Linked DNA regions of Mus musculus: region 1 is linked to region 2. Evidence: chromatin contacts called from public capture Hi-C data. All regions are on one chromosome and are shown on one strand. Each heading gives the region's core, a stretch centred on a gene start, on an enhancer-like site or on the middle of the called end of the contact. The rest is flanking DNA. Distances are from core to core; before and after follow the strand shown. Region 1 holds the start of Ruvbl2 (RuvB-like protein 2). Region 2 holds the start of Ntn5 (netrin 5).

Region 1 (7,822 bases), core at 27-2,526, 250 kb after region 2:
CCTCACTACATAGGAAGCCAGGACTTAGGCCCTGGGCTCCTTCAAACTCGACATTCAAGTTCCCAACTCTTTCCCACCTTGTATCTAAGAATTTGAGTCTCCAAGCCCCTCTTGGCTTTACACTGGTTCAGGTCCGCTATGCCCCCTGAAAAATCCATGAATCCCAACCTTTAGGAACACCCCAACTCCACAGTCACGTCCTCTGGACCACAGACCCAAAAGCTCCAGTGTTCCTTGGGCTTAGATGCACTAACTCCTTCCACTTTTAGATCTCAGGTCTCTCGGCCCTCGAAAACCTCCCTTCAAGACCCAGGAATCTTTCTCTGAGTGCCCTCTTCCCTAGATTGCAGAACCTGAAGCCTCCTTCCATCTTAAGAGTAGTCTCTTGTCCCTTCCCCCCAGGGCCTAGGACGCCTACTCCAGCCCCTTCACAAGGACACAGAAGTCACAGGCGCTTTTCCCAGGACCCAAGACTCCTCCACGTAACTCTTTTCCCGTCTGAAACGGAGTTTCGGGGCCCCATCCTCGCCTGCCCTTCTTGGTCAAGGGACCAACGCTGACGTTCTCACCCTTGTTGGCCACCTCCCAGGCCACCTCGAAAAGCACTGCGTTCTCGGGGTCGAATTCATCCTCCCAGTCTTCCAATCCTGGAAGCGAGGACACAGAGAGACTGCGGCTGAGAGGCATGGCTACTGCGGGCAGGGGACTTCGAGCACCAAAACTGGAAACCAGAGAGATCGGCTGGGAACGCAGCAGACTTGGTGACCGGTAGAGTTAGCGGGTGTCCCAGGGGAAGCTTGCAAGGCGCTCCGCTTCCTATTGCACGACCGCACCCCCGCCCCAGAGCGCTCCGACTCAGGTAGGGTGAGCTGAGACACTGAATCGGGCGGGCAGCTGCAGTGAAGCCTCGTGGCCGCCAGGAGGCACTGCCCACCCTGCTGGTCTAGCACGATTGGTCGGCGGCTGGGGGGCGGGGGCTATTGCGTCTACTTATTGGCGGATAGAATCCAGTTTCCTTGGCCAGAGGCTCCTGGGGAGCTGCGGGGGCGGGGCTTGTTTCTACGCAGCATGGAAGTGATTGGTGAACAGAGCTGTCAATCTCAGCTGTAGGCCCAATTTGGTGAGGAAGGTTGGACAGAGAGGGAAGGGATCGTGGAGGACGTGTGGTTGCTACAAAATGTGCTCAGAATTTTGCAATCGGACTTAGCAGTTGCAGGGCGGGGGGGAAGGAGGGGGGAGGAGGCTAGGTAAGAGGAGGAGGAGCAAGAGACGTCAGGAACCCACCCGGGATTCAGAACACCGGCTTTCCAATTTAGCCTCGCGGGCTGGGCGCGGCCTAGTGTACGCCCCCTACAGGAATTTTATATATCTTATGGGCCATAGAGATGACTGGATGACCGGGAGCCTAGAGAGGATAAAGACCGCGCTCCTAGCCGATTTCCGTTTCCGCTGAGGCATTGGCGGTTGGTGTGCATCATGGCAACCGTGGTAAGTGTTGGGTGCATGTGGAGGACCGACAATGACCCTTCTTAGAGAGTCTGAAGGAGGGAGCTGGAGAGGACTCTTGTATCTGAGGGAGGAGTGATAAGGAAGATGCCTGGTTTGACGGAGGAGGTCTGGGGAGTACTCCCGAGTCAGAGGGAGGATGCTGAGGACACCGAGTCTGAGCAATGGATACAGAGGAGAATGCATGTGTCTAAAGGAAGAGAGCAGAGGAGAATGCATGAATCTGACGGAAGGGGGCTGAGGAAGTCGCCAAGGAGGGCTTGGGAGGACACATGGATCTGTGGGAAGTGTTGGGAGGAGAGGATACCAGGGTCTGAGGGAAGCAGGCTGGTGTGTGCACCTTTGTGTTTGAGGTAGGCAGGCTAGAGCCTGAATCCCTAGATCGGAGGGACGATCACAGTGGATGAGGCCTGGTTTGGAGGAGGAGGAGGGCTAGGGAGGGTGCCTGGGCCTAATAGAAGAGGGCTGGACCTGGACTCCTGGATGTGGAGGAAGTGTATTGACCACTGAGGAAGGAGCTTCATTGTGGCTTTAGAAGCTAGTAGAGAAGGCAACAATGTATTCAGAATCCTAGATGTCAGGCATGGTAGTGAAAGCCTGCACTTGGGAGGCAGAGGCAGGTGGATCTCTGTGAGTCTGAGGATAGCCTGGTCTACAGAGCCAGTTCCAGGACAGCCAAGGGTTACACAGAGAAACAACAACAGAAAGAATCCTGGGTCTGATGGAAGAGTCATGTAGACACTCAGATTTCTCTGTGAATGAGTGACTAGCCAGAGCCTGGAGTGACAGAGTCGTGGTTCATCCCACAATGCGTTCTGGAAACTTCGTCTGCCTCTTGATGTAGTCAGTGACCAGTTCCAAAGTCTCATCCCAGTGTCCTGCGAGGTCTGAGACTGGTACCCTGGTCTTCTGGGGAAGATTAGTAAGTGGGAAGTTGTGTTGTGTGCTTGAGAGCACAGGTCACAGGAAAGTGTGTCCGAAGCCAGGAGTGTGACAGTGAGGAAGAGAAATAGAGTCTGGGTTCAGAGCATGGGGTCTTGTCCAGAGACTGTATTTTTCAGAACCTCACCTAGGGCACGTGTCTGTGCCATCGCACAGTTAGTTGAATGTTACAGTGAGCGAATAAAGCCCAGGAAGTGAGACCGGGCATATTGGGCCTGGCACTAGCTCCTCAGACTTCCCAGTGAAGAAATCTTGTGGCCTTGTGGTGTCCTTGATTCTGGGGTTGGGCCCAGGCAAGTTGTAGGGAGGTCAGTGGCGTCTGTTGCTGTTACCATGGTGAGGAAGGGCCTGCCTTTGCTTGCCTGTGTGTGACAGTAGTTTGGGGGTCTCATGCTCCTGCAGTCCACACAATCTCCTACAAAAAGAGGAAGGTGAAGGCTCCCACAGCAAGAGACAGGCAGTAAATGGTCCTGGGCTGTGGGCTATCCTGGAAGGCCTTGTTCCATTCCAGGAGGAGGCATCCTGAGCTGTGGTTGAGGGCCGCTTAGCTTTGTGGTTTCTTAGGTTCGTAAAAAATAGGAAAAGATGTTCAAGGGTCCACCGCCTGGATTTATCGGTCTCTTGTTTTCACCCTTTAGCTTGGGCTAGCTCCAGACTCGAGGCACTCTTTCTGACTCAGCCTCCCCAGTGGCTGCAGAAGTGCATCCTAGCAGGCACCCTCCAGTGTCCCCACACCTCCCTCCCCGAGCCTTTGGCAACCACTAGTCTACCTTGTATTTCTGGCATCTCTTTTGGATACTTCATATAAGAACCCTTCAACCCAAGCTGGGCAGTGGTGGCGCATGCCTTTAATCCCAGCACTTGGGAGGCAGAGGCAGGTGGATTTCTAAGTTCAAGGCCAGCCAGGGCTACCTACACTGAGAAACCCTGTCTCGAAAAAAACCAAAGCAACAACAACAAAAAAGAATCCTTCAACGTGAGGGTTTATTCACCATGTTTTCTGTGTATGGGTGTTTTCCCTCCGGATACGTCTATGCCTGAGGAGGCCAGAAGAAGGTATTGGATCTCCGGAACCAGAGTTAGAGTCAGCTGTGAGCCACCACATGTGTGCAGTCAGTTTAGCCTCGGTCCCCTGGAAGGAAGACCGGCCAAGAGTCCTCCACCCTTCTCTCCAGCCCCTGCGTGCAGTCTTTATTATGTGGGAGCCCACTCGCTCAGCACCTCTCAGTGGTCTTCCTGGGTGTGTTGGGGTCAGAGCTTCACTCTTTTTTCCTGCCTGAGTAATAGTCCATATTTGAATAGACCGAGTAATAGTCCATATTTGAATAGACCGTATACCGGACACATGGTTGTGAGTGGCCTTTGGCTGTTATACACATTGGCGTGCTCGCTTTGTGGGGACTCCAGTGCCTCAAACATTCCAGGAGGTGTTTACTCATATCTTTCTCCTGTGAGGGGAGACAGTGCTAGCTGCTTCTTCAGGAGGCCCTTGGATATGTTTATTGAATGAGCTCAGCACTCTAGTGTGTTGAACTTCAAACATGGAGTCCAAGGTGGGCCGGAGAGGTGTGGCCTGTTCCCTTGGTGAGACACGTAGGTGCCTAATGGGAGCCAGAGCACTGGTCTAAGAGTCTCCCTGCCATCCTCCCAGAGCTCAGAATGGGGACAGGAGGGTTTCCTCTCTGCACTAGGTCATGCCAGAGCTCTGGGGGGTGTGACACGAAGCCTGTTTCCCTGGGCCCCGTGGTGGGGCTGATCACTGCCATTAGTGATTGATGGCCCAGAGGGTGGTGGTGGCTGCTGTTGTGTTGCCTGCCTGTGCAGTGGGGGGCTCCTGGTGGGCAGCAGGACCTTGAGGGAGCAGATGAAACTGTGACAACTGGGAACCTTCTTACACGTCATCGTCCTCACCTGCAGGCAGCCACCACCAAAGTCCCTGAGATCCGAGATGTGACAAGAATCGAGCGAATCGGTGAGTGAGCAGGGTCAGGACCAAGGGAGACACCACTGCTTAGTGCCCAGACAGACAGAGAAGGATGCAATGGGGCCTTAGTCCCAGGCTATGCTGCCATACGCCTAGCATGCCTCCACGGGGTTTCTGGAACTTTGAGGAACATTGGAACCATGTGTCCGGCACACAAGTGCATGTTGGTCACATGCTCTCTGAGGGTGCACCAGGCCTTCCTCTTACCTGGTGTGCCTCAGGCCTCAAGCCATCAGATTCATGAGTGCTGGAAGTGGTGCTGGAAGTCTCCTGTGACCTTGGGAGGTGGAGAGTCAGTCATCCTATCCCCATTGAGGAGACCAGCTCTCAGAGCAGCTGTGTAGGAAGCTTCGCTCACCACCTGTAGCAAGGTGGGCAGGGCAGGGCGGCTCCCAGGAGGAGGATGCCAGCTGTGCAAGAGGCCACACCCACTTGTTCAGCTGTCACTCAGCACCTCTAAGACACAGTAGAGGACTATGGGCTCCAACTGCAGGCCCTTGGTGGACGCTGATCTTTCTACTTGGCTAGACTAAGTAGACCTGCCTGTGTAGACCAGATTGGCTTCTAACTCGCAGGGATCCCCTTGCCTCTGCCTTCCGAGTGCTGTGCACCACCGTGCCTGGCCTTGTTTTTCTTCTCCAGGCAGTTTCCTATAGGCTGGCCCTGAACTTACCGTGTAGCTAAGCATGACTTTTAACTCGTCCTCCTCCCAAAGTGCTGTGATCACAGGCACGGATCCCTGTGTCTGGCTGATGAATTCTACCTTTTTGAAAGGAAGCACCCTCTCACTTCAGTGCTTGAGTTAGAACCCAAGGTCACATGCAGTCCCTGTGCTGAGTCTCATGTCTTCCAGAGGGGACACAGCTCACTGTAAGAGTGTGGTGTCGTGGAGGCAGTGGGTGGTGGGTGGGCCTGGTACCTGTGCCCCTCTGAGGTTTATTGCAGAGCCACTAGCTGCTGTACCAGGGTGCTGTCCTTACCTTTTCCTGGATGGCCTCTAGGCTCGGCCCTAACCTGTCTCTCCGCATCCCTGTGGCTGGGCCCCAGGCTGGGAGAATGGGAGCAGCAAGCTCTGGCTTGTCAGTGTGATGTGGAAAGGCAGCACCTGGGTGCCAAGTCCTTGTGTCCTCCCACAGCGCGGTCCGTTAGCTCTTGAGCTCAGTGCCTGGGGCTTTGGTAGCGTCATCCAGCTCTTGGATGCCACGCACGTAACGGTGCTCTGGCATCTTCCTGCCTTCGTTTGACCAAGAGAGCAGCCTGAGCTCAGCAGCCACACGGTGCTGCTTAGACCAGCCAGTGCTGCCTAGACCAGCCGTAACTCTGCTTCCCTTCCTCCAATGCAGGCGCTCACTCCCACATCCGGGGGCTGGGACTGGATGATGCCCTGGAGCCAAGACAGGTAGAGCCATGGGGCTGGGCACGTGGGCTGTTCCTGCCAGGCAGGTCTTCGGGCCTCTTGATTCCATACTGAACCACCTCAGACGGGAGGCAGAGGCACTTGGATCTCTATGAGTTCAAGGCCAGCCTGGTCTAAAGAGTGAGACCCCATCTCAGAAAGAAGAGAAAGTCAGTACTGTTTTGTTTAGTTTTGTTTTGTTTATTTTGTTTTGTTTTGTTTTCCAGCAGGTGGGGTGTGTGCCAGGATGTGGTGGGACTGCAGGGGTGGCTCTGCAGACAGTCACCTTCATGTCCTCTCACCTTCCACCCTCCAGGCTTCCCAGGGAATGGTGGGGCAGCTAGCTGCCCGGCGTGCAGCTGGCGTGGTGCTGGAGATGATCCGAGAAGGGAAGATTGCAGGGCGGGCCGTCCTCATTGCAGGCCAGCCAGGCACTGGGAAGACAGCCATTGCCATGGGTAAGAGGCCTCAAGAGGCAGACGTTTTCCTCTGTGCCGGGGAACCCCTCCTCTAGCAGTCAGGGACAGGCTAACTGTATTTAACAGTCACATGGAAGCATCAGGAAGTGGCTGTCTAGGGAGCCGCAGAGGCTGTTTTGTCTTGGGGTTTTTGGAGACAGGTCTTTATGTAGTCTTCGTGGGCTCTGCCTCCCAAGTGCTGGGATCAGAGGTGTGCACCGCTGCATCCTGCATTGTTTTATAGTTTTTGATTTGGCTCATTTGGGTTCTGGGAATGAGAGAGAGAGGGTGGACACTGGGCTTGGCAGCCAGCCTTCTCTGCGGCAGTCCACTGGTGACTTAGGGTCACAGCTGCCCCTAAGACTCTCCTGACCCGCCCATCGTCTCACTCCCGCCTCTGCTAAGACTGTGGGACCGGGTGGGGAGAGCCAACGTTCTGCCAGGAATCAGTTCAGAAGTAGTGCTCACCTAGGGATGGGGCCATGTCACCCTGCCTGCAAGGTGACTCGTACTAAGACAGAAGAGTACAGGATGCGGGGACTAAATGGCTCATTCGGCCGGGCATGGGGCAGAGGCATGGATGGTTTAGAGGATGTCTGGAAACATGGGCCACCACTGTGTCAGGGACCTGGGGCCAGCAGCCACAACTGCCTGACCTCTGGTTCCCATAGGCATGGCCCAGGCACTGGGCCCCGACACACCATTCACAGCCATCGCAGGCAGTGAGATCTTTTCTCTGGAGATGAGCAAGACTGAGGCTCTAACGCAAGCCTTCCGCCGTTCCATTGGTGTCCGGATCAAGTGAGTGCCCTGTAGGAGATCCACTCCGCTTGCCCATGTCCTGGTCAGAGAACCAGGGTGTCCCGGGCCAGCCTGACCCAGACTGTGCTGTCTGTCTGTCCCACCAGGGAGGAGACAGAGATCATTGAAGGGGAGGTGGTAGAGATCCAGATTGACCGGCCAGCCACAGGCACGGTGAGTGTCCCAGCACCGATGTCACCCATGCTCGCGGCTAAACCCCCTCCAGCCAAAAGGCAAGGGTGGGGCCGGTGGAGGGTGCTATGGGGACTAAGGGGGGCGTCACGGAGCCGATGGAGATTTTCTTATGAAAAGAGAAGCAAGTGAAGGGAGTGTGTGGGCTGATGAGTTACTGTGGACACCTGGGTCCAGACTGCCCCTTCCCCCAGGACTCCTGAGGCCCTCCCAGGTGGCCTGCCTCCCCACGCTTTCTGCTTCCGGTGTCAGCTAGCCGTGTCTATTAGGTCTGCCTGGTTGTAGGGAGTTTCTGTTTCTATTTGCTGTGCTGGGTCAAACCTAAGGCCCATTGTGTGTTAAGCAAGCTGCCCAGTTGTTTTATTTCCTGCGGGTCTCAGGTCCAACCCCCAGAACCCACAGGATGGAAGAGAGTTAACCTCTCACTGGTTGTCCCCTGACCTATATTTGTGCACATGCACCATGTATGTAAATAAAAGTAATTTTACTTTGTATTTATTTATAGAATAGGTAGTCTAGTGGGTTTGCCTCACCCTGTTTTAC
Region 2 (6,744 bases), core at 2,969-5,468:
AAGTTTTGCTGTTCGCCTTTCTCCAGTTCTTCCCCAGAGGGACCTGCGGCCTTTTACAAGGGTAACTGCACTGGGGGAAAGGAAACAATCAGACTTTCCGGGGTCTGCTGGATACTGGCTCTGAGTTGACACTGGTCCCAGGAGATCCCAAGAAACATTGTGGGCCTCCAGGTAAAGTTGTAGGGGCTTATGGAGGACAGGTGATTAATGGAGTTTTGACTGATGCCTGACTCACAGTAGGCCCAGTAGGTCCCCAGACACATCCTGTGGTCATTTCCCCAGTCCCAGAATGGATAATTGGGATAGATATACTTAGAAATTGGCAGAATTCTCTCACCCTTACTTTCTTATTCATCCCCAAGATCTAAATAACTTTAAAAGTCCACAATCTTTGCAAATTCTTACATATTAAAATTTCAATCCTTTTAAAACATCCAATCTCTTTTAAAATTCAAAGTCCCTTTACAATTAAGTCTGTTAGCTGTGGGCTCTACTAAAATACTTTCTTTCTTCAAGAGGGAAAAATATCAGGGCACGGTCACAATCAACAGAGCTGACAGTGTGGCCGGAGGAAGAGAGGCCAGAGCGTGTTCTGGGGGTGGCAGCACCTAGGAAGACAAGTCCCTAAGAATCATCTTAGCTCTGCATCCTGCCAGGCTCCTTTTTACCTGGGAAGGTCACTCATGGAGGTGCTCAGAGGAGGCTCCCTGGATCTCTGCAGCCTTAAGGACAGTGTTCTTAAGCCACTTTATAGGATGAGAAAACAGGTACAGAGAGGTCAGGTCCCTTGCCTGAGACCACGTAACTGAGCAGAGGAGCCGAAACTGGGCCAGGCTGTCTGCTACAGCTGCTCCTAGTTGTGTTTAGGCTCACCTAGTATGGCAGCACCCACTGGGAGCTGGGCAGATGGTCATAGCAGGTCATACAGCGTGGCTTTGTGTTAGTGAATAATGGCTACAGTCTCCTCAACAGGACAGTAGGCTGGCAGCTGGTGGGCCATCAGAATGTTTCATGATTAAATATCCCCTGTGCCGGCTCTCCCAGGAGTCAGGAACTATGTCTGCCTGTACCCTTGCCCAAACCCAGTGCCACACCAGACCCTGGGATATGATCTTCCCAGGACTGCTTTAGTGCGCCTACTGGTTACATCTGGTGGGTGGAGTCCCTGACAGAGGGTTTCCTGTGTGTGTGTGTGTGTGTGTGTGTGTTTCTCTGTGTGTCTGTGTGTCTGACATGCTTGGCAAACAAGGAAAGAGAACCGGACCACAGCACACTGTGAGAGCAAGGGAGGAAAAGCATTTCTGAAGGGAAGAGAACAGTTTGCATGCTTTGGAACAAGGGGTCAATGTATGTTGGCATGCTGTCCCAGGGGGCCAAGTAGTGTCAAGGATTGGGGGCAAGACCCATGACTTACGCAAGCACGGGTGAGGGTGCTGGGGTGTGGCAGGTCGCCAGGGCCAGTCTCGATGGGATGGGCGACAGCTCTCACACCCTGGGCCAGTGGTGTGGTGGCGGCAGCGGCAGCGTGGGGGCTGGGCCCGAGTGGCACAGCGGGCAGCGTGGCCGTGGCACTGGCAGCGGCCTCTTACTCCAGTGGTCACCAGCCCTGCTTTTCCCCCGAACTCCACACGGAGGTAGCTGGCCACTATCCTGGTCTTGGGGCCTGGGGGGGAGTGAAAGGTTACCTTCTTGGGGCCCCCCAGAGCCCCAGGCCAGGCAGGCCTACGCCATAGTGGCCTCCAGGGCCCCCCAGTGGCCCAGGCAGCAGAAAGAACCAGGGCTGGAGGTCCCGCTGTGCAGAAACGCAGGGTCACAGATGTCAAGAGGAAGGAGCCGTCCAGGTCCAGGGTCAGACTACTGTTGCAGGCAGGGCCAGGGCTGGCTGCAGGAAGAGCACAGGTCTGAGAGCAGGGGGCTGCTGCCTTGCCAACCAACTGGGTCACTGGTGGGAGGCAAAAGCGAGGGCGCCCTCCTGGATCATAGCATGGGTCTGAGGTGGCCTGGCTAAGGAGGAGCAAGAGGCTGAGGGTAATGGGCGTGGTCACAGTAGAGCCGGCACCTGTAGACAGAGGTGGCAGATGGGGTCAGTTGGTGTCCACCCTGCTGAGGATTCCTGCAGACCCTGCATTCCTCCTGGTCCTGCCTGAGCCCCCTCCCCAGCTGCCTCGAAGCGAGGAAAATAGTTCCATCTGGGGAGAATTACTGTTTACATAACCCACAGGGAAAGAACGCAAGCAAAATTGAGAATTTTGCCTGAACTAATCCAGAGCTTAACACCCCAAAGTTATCCATCAGTGTCGAGGGGTAGAGGCCCTGGGGAGAGGGTGAGGGGAGATGAGGAGCCAGCAGGACCGACAGATGTGAAAACCTAGGAGAGCGAGTCACGGAAGAGATGGAGGAGCCTGGCCGAGAGAGGAAGCCCACAGAGAAGAGATGGAAGAGCCTGGCCGAGAGAGGAAGCCCACAGAGAAGAGATGGAGGAGCCTGGCCGAGAGAGGAAGCCCACAGAGAAGAGGAGCAGAGTCCAGCACAGACCCGGGGAAAGCCGGAGGCTAGACAGGGCAGGGCAGAGGACCGGGTGTCCGGCTGGGTAGTTGGATGGCATGAAGCTAGAGGCTCTGGGGCTGGGAGGGAAGAGCAGGTAGGCTCAGAGACAGGCATGAAAGCCCAGGGGAGGCTCGAGAGGGAGAGGAGAGCTACTACTGCCTGGCAGAAAATCAGAAGAAGAGGCCTTGGCCCACGTGGGTCAGAGTGGAAGCCTTTCCCACATGGGGTTCTAACCTTGTTCTCCACACCCAGGGCACGGAAGGCGGATTATTGCCAAAAAACCCTGGCCTCTCTGCCACCCACTCCAGCCCTCCACCCTTAACCCTTTCCCCTCCAGGTGTGTAGCCAGAGAAGAGTGCTGAGGGAAGGTGGTGCTGAAGGAGCTGGAAACCAACAAAGCCTTGGAGTTAGAGAGCAGACCCCTCAGGTACTGGGAAGGCAGAGCCTGGCCTTCCTTTAGGGCTCAGGGTGTTGGGGCCCTGCACTTACTTTTCTGGGACTTGCTGGGAGGTGGCCCCACTTGCTACCCCAAATCTCAGACCTGGACCCAAATCCCTCCACACTCCACAAGCACTCAGCCCCCGAGCAGATGGGGGCCAGTGCTGGGGGTAGATGATATGGGAGGAAAAAAAGCAGGAGGTGGCATAAGGTGTGTGCCCGATGCCAAGGCACTTAGAAACCAGAAATCCAGAGCCTAAGGAGTGCTAGGAGCCAGAGGACTAAGGCTTTCAGCTTCCCCCACATAGGACTGGGGATCTTGGGACTTTCCTGAGCCCCCTGCATGTACCCTTACCTCCAGACATCAGAGCCCTGTGCTCCACTGACATTTCCCAGGCAGGGTGCCTCCCTTGCCCAGTCCATAGACTCCCTGCCCCCGGGAGTCTGAGCCATTATGCACCCATAGCCTCCCCCACCCCAGCCCCTCATGTAAACACGTTTCTTGCTAGGTAATTTCAAGGTCCCACCTTCCGGCTCTCAACACCGTGAAGTACCAGGCTGTGAGTTCTCTGTGTTCTTGGGGTTAGGCAGAAACTAGCCCTTGCCCGTTTGGGCCTACAGCATTCCTACCTCTCAGTGGCAGGCCCATCCAAATTCCCTGGGCCAGTGGGATCCATAAGGGACTCTGCCTGCCTGCCCCTCTTCAGCATGCACCTCCTACCTGGCTATTAGGGCCCAGCCATTGGTCAAACCTGCCTGGAGAAGAAAAGAGTGTCCTGTAGTCGGTCATCCCCACACTCTTCTGTAGGAGAAGCACTTGGAGGGCTCTCGGGAGGAGTGAGAGTGGCTGTTCTCAGGCCCAGGCTAGTGGGGGTTCTGGGCGGGAGCTGAAAGCAGAGCCCGCAGAATCCAACACTACCGCCCACCCAAACCCTAGCCAACAGCAGCCACGCTTTCCCACAGGGACCCTTGCCAGCCATGCCACCCGAGACTGCGTGGGACAGGAGCACTGTCGCCCCCAGCAGGCTTGAAGCTTGGTGGCCCCAAACAAGCCGGCCTAGAAGGATCCAAGCAGGTAGGGGTATGACTACAGCTTGGGGTTCTGGGATTGGGGTCCTGGCCTGTTCCCACTTGCCCCAGCACCTCTGGAGTTTAGCTTGCCAGCCCCTGCTTTTGGCCGACCCCAAGCCAGCCAGCCCCTCCCCATCCTGCATCCTCCTGCCCCAAGTGCGTTAACTCGGTGTTAAGGTCAGTTGCTTTCAAGCTCTAAAATTCCCAGCCTCAGATCAGCTGTAGGGGAAACCAGAGGCCAGTGCTACCTGCAAGGAGGGCAGCGGAGAAGACTTTCAGCCTGGCTGAACTTGGGGAGGAAAAGAAGGTAGCAAAAGCCAAAGGCAGCTCCCCCCTCCCCCCAGCCACTGGTGGATAAAGGCCCCAGGGCTTTTAGCCTGAAACACTTCCACAACTTGTTGTGTCTGAACATTTGAGTGTTGTGGTTTCTCTCTGAGCAAGATGAGAATATGTGTGGTTTGTTCCTGAGCACCCACCCCATTCATAGCTACTGTCTTGCCAGTGTGCAGAACTGGCCCAGGACAAGACTCAGGGACCTGGTGCCCTGGGAGTAAGAGATCCCTCTGTACTGCCGGGTGACCCTTGAGGCTGGGATCTTAGAGGAGCAGGGACAAGGACAAATGAGAGCTACAAGACCCACAGATGCAGGAGGACTAAGCTTTAAGAGAAGGCTCAGGCCAACGGATCCCACATCTGAGACCCATGTCCCCAGCAAGGGCTGTGTGAGCCATAGGGTGACACGTGGGACTTGTGGGTCCAGCAAGTCCTCCCCGGTTTGCCCCAGCCTTGGCACTGTCAGGCCACCTTCTAGACAGAAAGACGGGAAGCTGGTCTGTTCTGTAGACAATTGCGAATGGCTCGCTGTGGAGCAGGACAGATGGCTGTCAGACATCCAGAGAAGGTCTGGGTCTGCTGCAGGATCCTGCCTGCCTAGCGTGGTAAGTCCCTACGCTGTCTCCAGAGGGAGTTCTCCTCCTCACTTTGCTCTGGGTGCCTGAGCTGGCTGGGGGACCCCCAGAAAGCATCAGCTGTGGGGAAGCCAAGCCCACCCAGGAAGTGGCTGGTCCTTAATTCAGAGGTGCTATGGAGCTCCCCAAGTATCGAGACCCTAACCCTCACAGGGTCAAGCCTCGGGAGAGCTCAGGCCTGTTTGCTCTCCACAGTAGAGGGTCTCTGTCTGCAGCCTCAGGCAAAGGAGGTGGGTAGCACAGCCTCTCCACTGAGTCTTCCAGGCCTTGCTGTGGAACAGCCTCCAGAGGGCGCTCTCGGCATAGCCGGATGAAGGCTGGGCGTCACCTCAAGATGGCAGCAACAGAGCACTTCCCAAAGCTGCTGCCTTTACCAGGAAGTGTTCCGAGATCCACTCCCTCTCCCAAAGCCATCTTGAGCCCTTTCTCTTCTCTGCCCAGGTTCTCTGGCCCAGCTCTGCTCCCTGGTGCTCTGGCTGGGCTGGGCGATCCACTTCGAGTTGGCTAGAGAGCCAGGAGAAAGAAAATGACTGCAATGAGAAAAGAAGGAGCTGGGGTGGGGGAGGATGGGTTTGCTTTGCGGGCAAGTGAGGCAGTGTAGTGCTGGCGAGCATTGTATTTCTGTGAGACTTGGTGTGTGTGCTGTGCTGTGTCCTGTGGTCAGAGCTGCCTGACCTTTCTGGGAACCCAAGTTAAACTCCAAGAATGTTCTGACTTCCAGAAATGGTTAATAATAAAGTAAGGCCCTGGGATACAGGAGCTGAGGGGGCCTGCCTAATACTGAGGCTTGGACAGAGAATAAGCAGGAGAGAGCAGATATCAGTATGGTGCAGCAGACACCTGAAGACTTTGTGGGGCCCTGAGAGAGCTGGAGTCTGGATACATAAAGAGAGGAAGCGGTTGTTTGCCTTATCCTTAGGGTGGTGCGTTAGTCTTTTTTCTGCTGCTGTGATAAACATCAGGACCAAAAGCAACCTAGGGAGGAAAGGGTTTGTTTCAGTCTGAAGTTTACAGTCCATCATAAATGGAAGTCAGAACAGGAGTTCACGGCAGGAATTTGGAGGCAGGGACTGAAGCGAAGACCATGGAGCAGTGCTGTTTAGTGGTTTGCTGTCTGTGGTTTGCTCTTCTATAACCTAGGGTCACCTGCCCAGAGGTGACACTGCCCATGGTGAGGTTGGACCTCCCATAATAATTAATCAGGAAAATGCCCCCATAACTCCCCTACAGGCTATCTGATGAAGGTGTTTTCTCAGTCAGAAAGGTCCCTGGTAACTTATGTCATGTTGATGAGAAAAGCTACCCAGCATAGATGAGTTGTGCATATCAGAGTCCACACAAGCCCAGCAGTGCCAAGGCAGAGCCTGCAGGTTAAAACCGTGGTCTCCTCAGTGAGGGCCCACACTGCATGGTGCCCACCACAGCCAGTCAGTAGCAAAGGAAAGCAGATGGAGAAATGGGACTCTAACACCTGCTGCTGCTTCCTGAAACCAGCCACATTTGACCCAGCAGTGCCACCCCAGAGAGGTGCTCAAGGGAACCAAAAAGCATCCACATCGTGAGCTATGACAGCATTGTCCATCACAGGCAGGAAATGAAGGTAACCCATACAAACTCACATAGTGACAGGCCAAGGACAAGCAGGAGTCGCCAGGCCGGATGATGTACCCTTCCACATACTAACTACGTGGCTCAGCAAGTCACGGAGACAAGACCAGCT

The links. Capture Hi-C pulls out chosen DNA fragments and counts their contacts.
Region 1: a capture Hi-C map of embryonic stem cells shows a contact between it and region 2, with 4 times the contacts expected there. The contact joins the promoter of Ruvbl2 here to the promoter of Ntn5 in region 2. A contact is called at or near these places in 12 of 39 promoter capture datasets (the 3T3-L1 cell line, the C10 cell line, cranial neural crest and 7 more), 2 of 15 datasets of contacts at CTCF or cohesin (the NIH/3T3 cell line and embryonic stem cells), 7 of 484 Hi-C or Micro-C datasets (cerebellum, differentiating embryonic stem cells, embryonic stem cells and 1 more), 12 of 115 datasets of contacts at active chromatin or transcription factors (the SCID.adh cell line, bone marrow-derived macrophages, embryonic stem cells and 4 more) and 5 of 9 other capture datasets (adipose tissue, embryonic stem cells, liver and 2 more).

What each region holds. Positions count from the first base shown.
Region 1 is chr7:45,427,918-45,435,739 of GRCm38.p6, reverse strand. It overlaps Ruvbl2 (RuvB-like protein 2), which reads left to right and starts at 1,276. Exons shown (of 15, transcript NM_011304.3): 1 at 1,276-1,488; 2 at 4,366-4,420; 3 at 5,776-5,831; 4 at 6,145-6,286; 5 at 6,958-7,087; 6 at 7,195-7,261. The coding sequence starts at 1,477. Gys1 (glycogen synthase 1, muscle) reads right to left here and starts at 901. Exons shown (of 16, transcript NM_030678.3): 1 at 570-901. The coding sequence starts at 687.
Region 2 is chr7:45,681,496-45,688,239 of GRCm38.p6, reverse strand. It overlaps Ntn5 (netrin 5), which reads right to left and starts at 4,218. Exons shown (of 7, transcript NM_001358870.1): 1 at 3,742-4,218; 2 at 1,415-2,059. The coding sequence starts at 3,775. It overlaps Sec1 (secretory blood group 1), which reads left to right. Exons shown (of 4, transcript NM_001271578.1): 2 at 2,885-2,974; 3 at 3,949-4,060. The coding sequence starts at 3,964.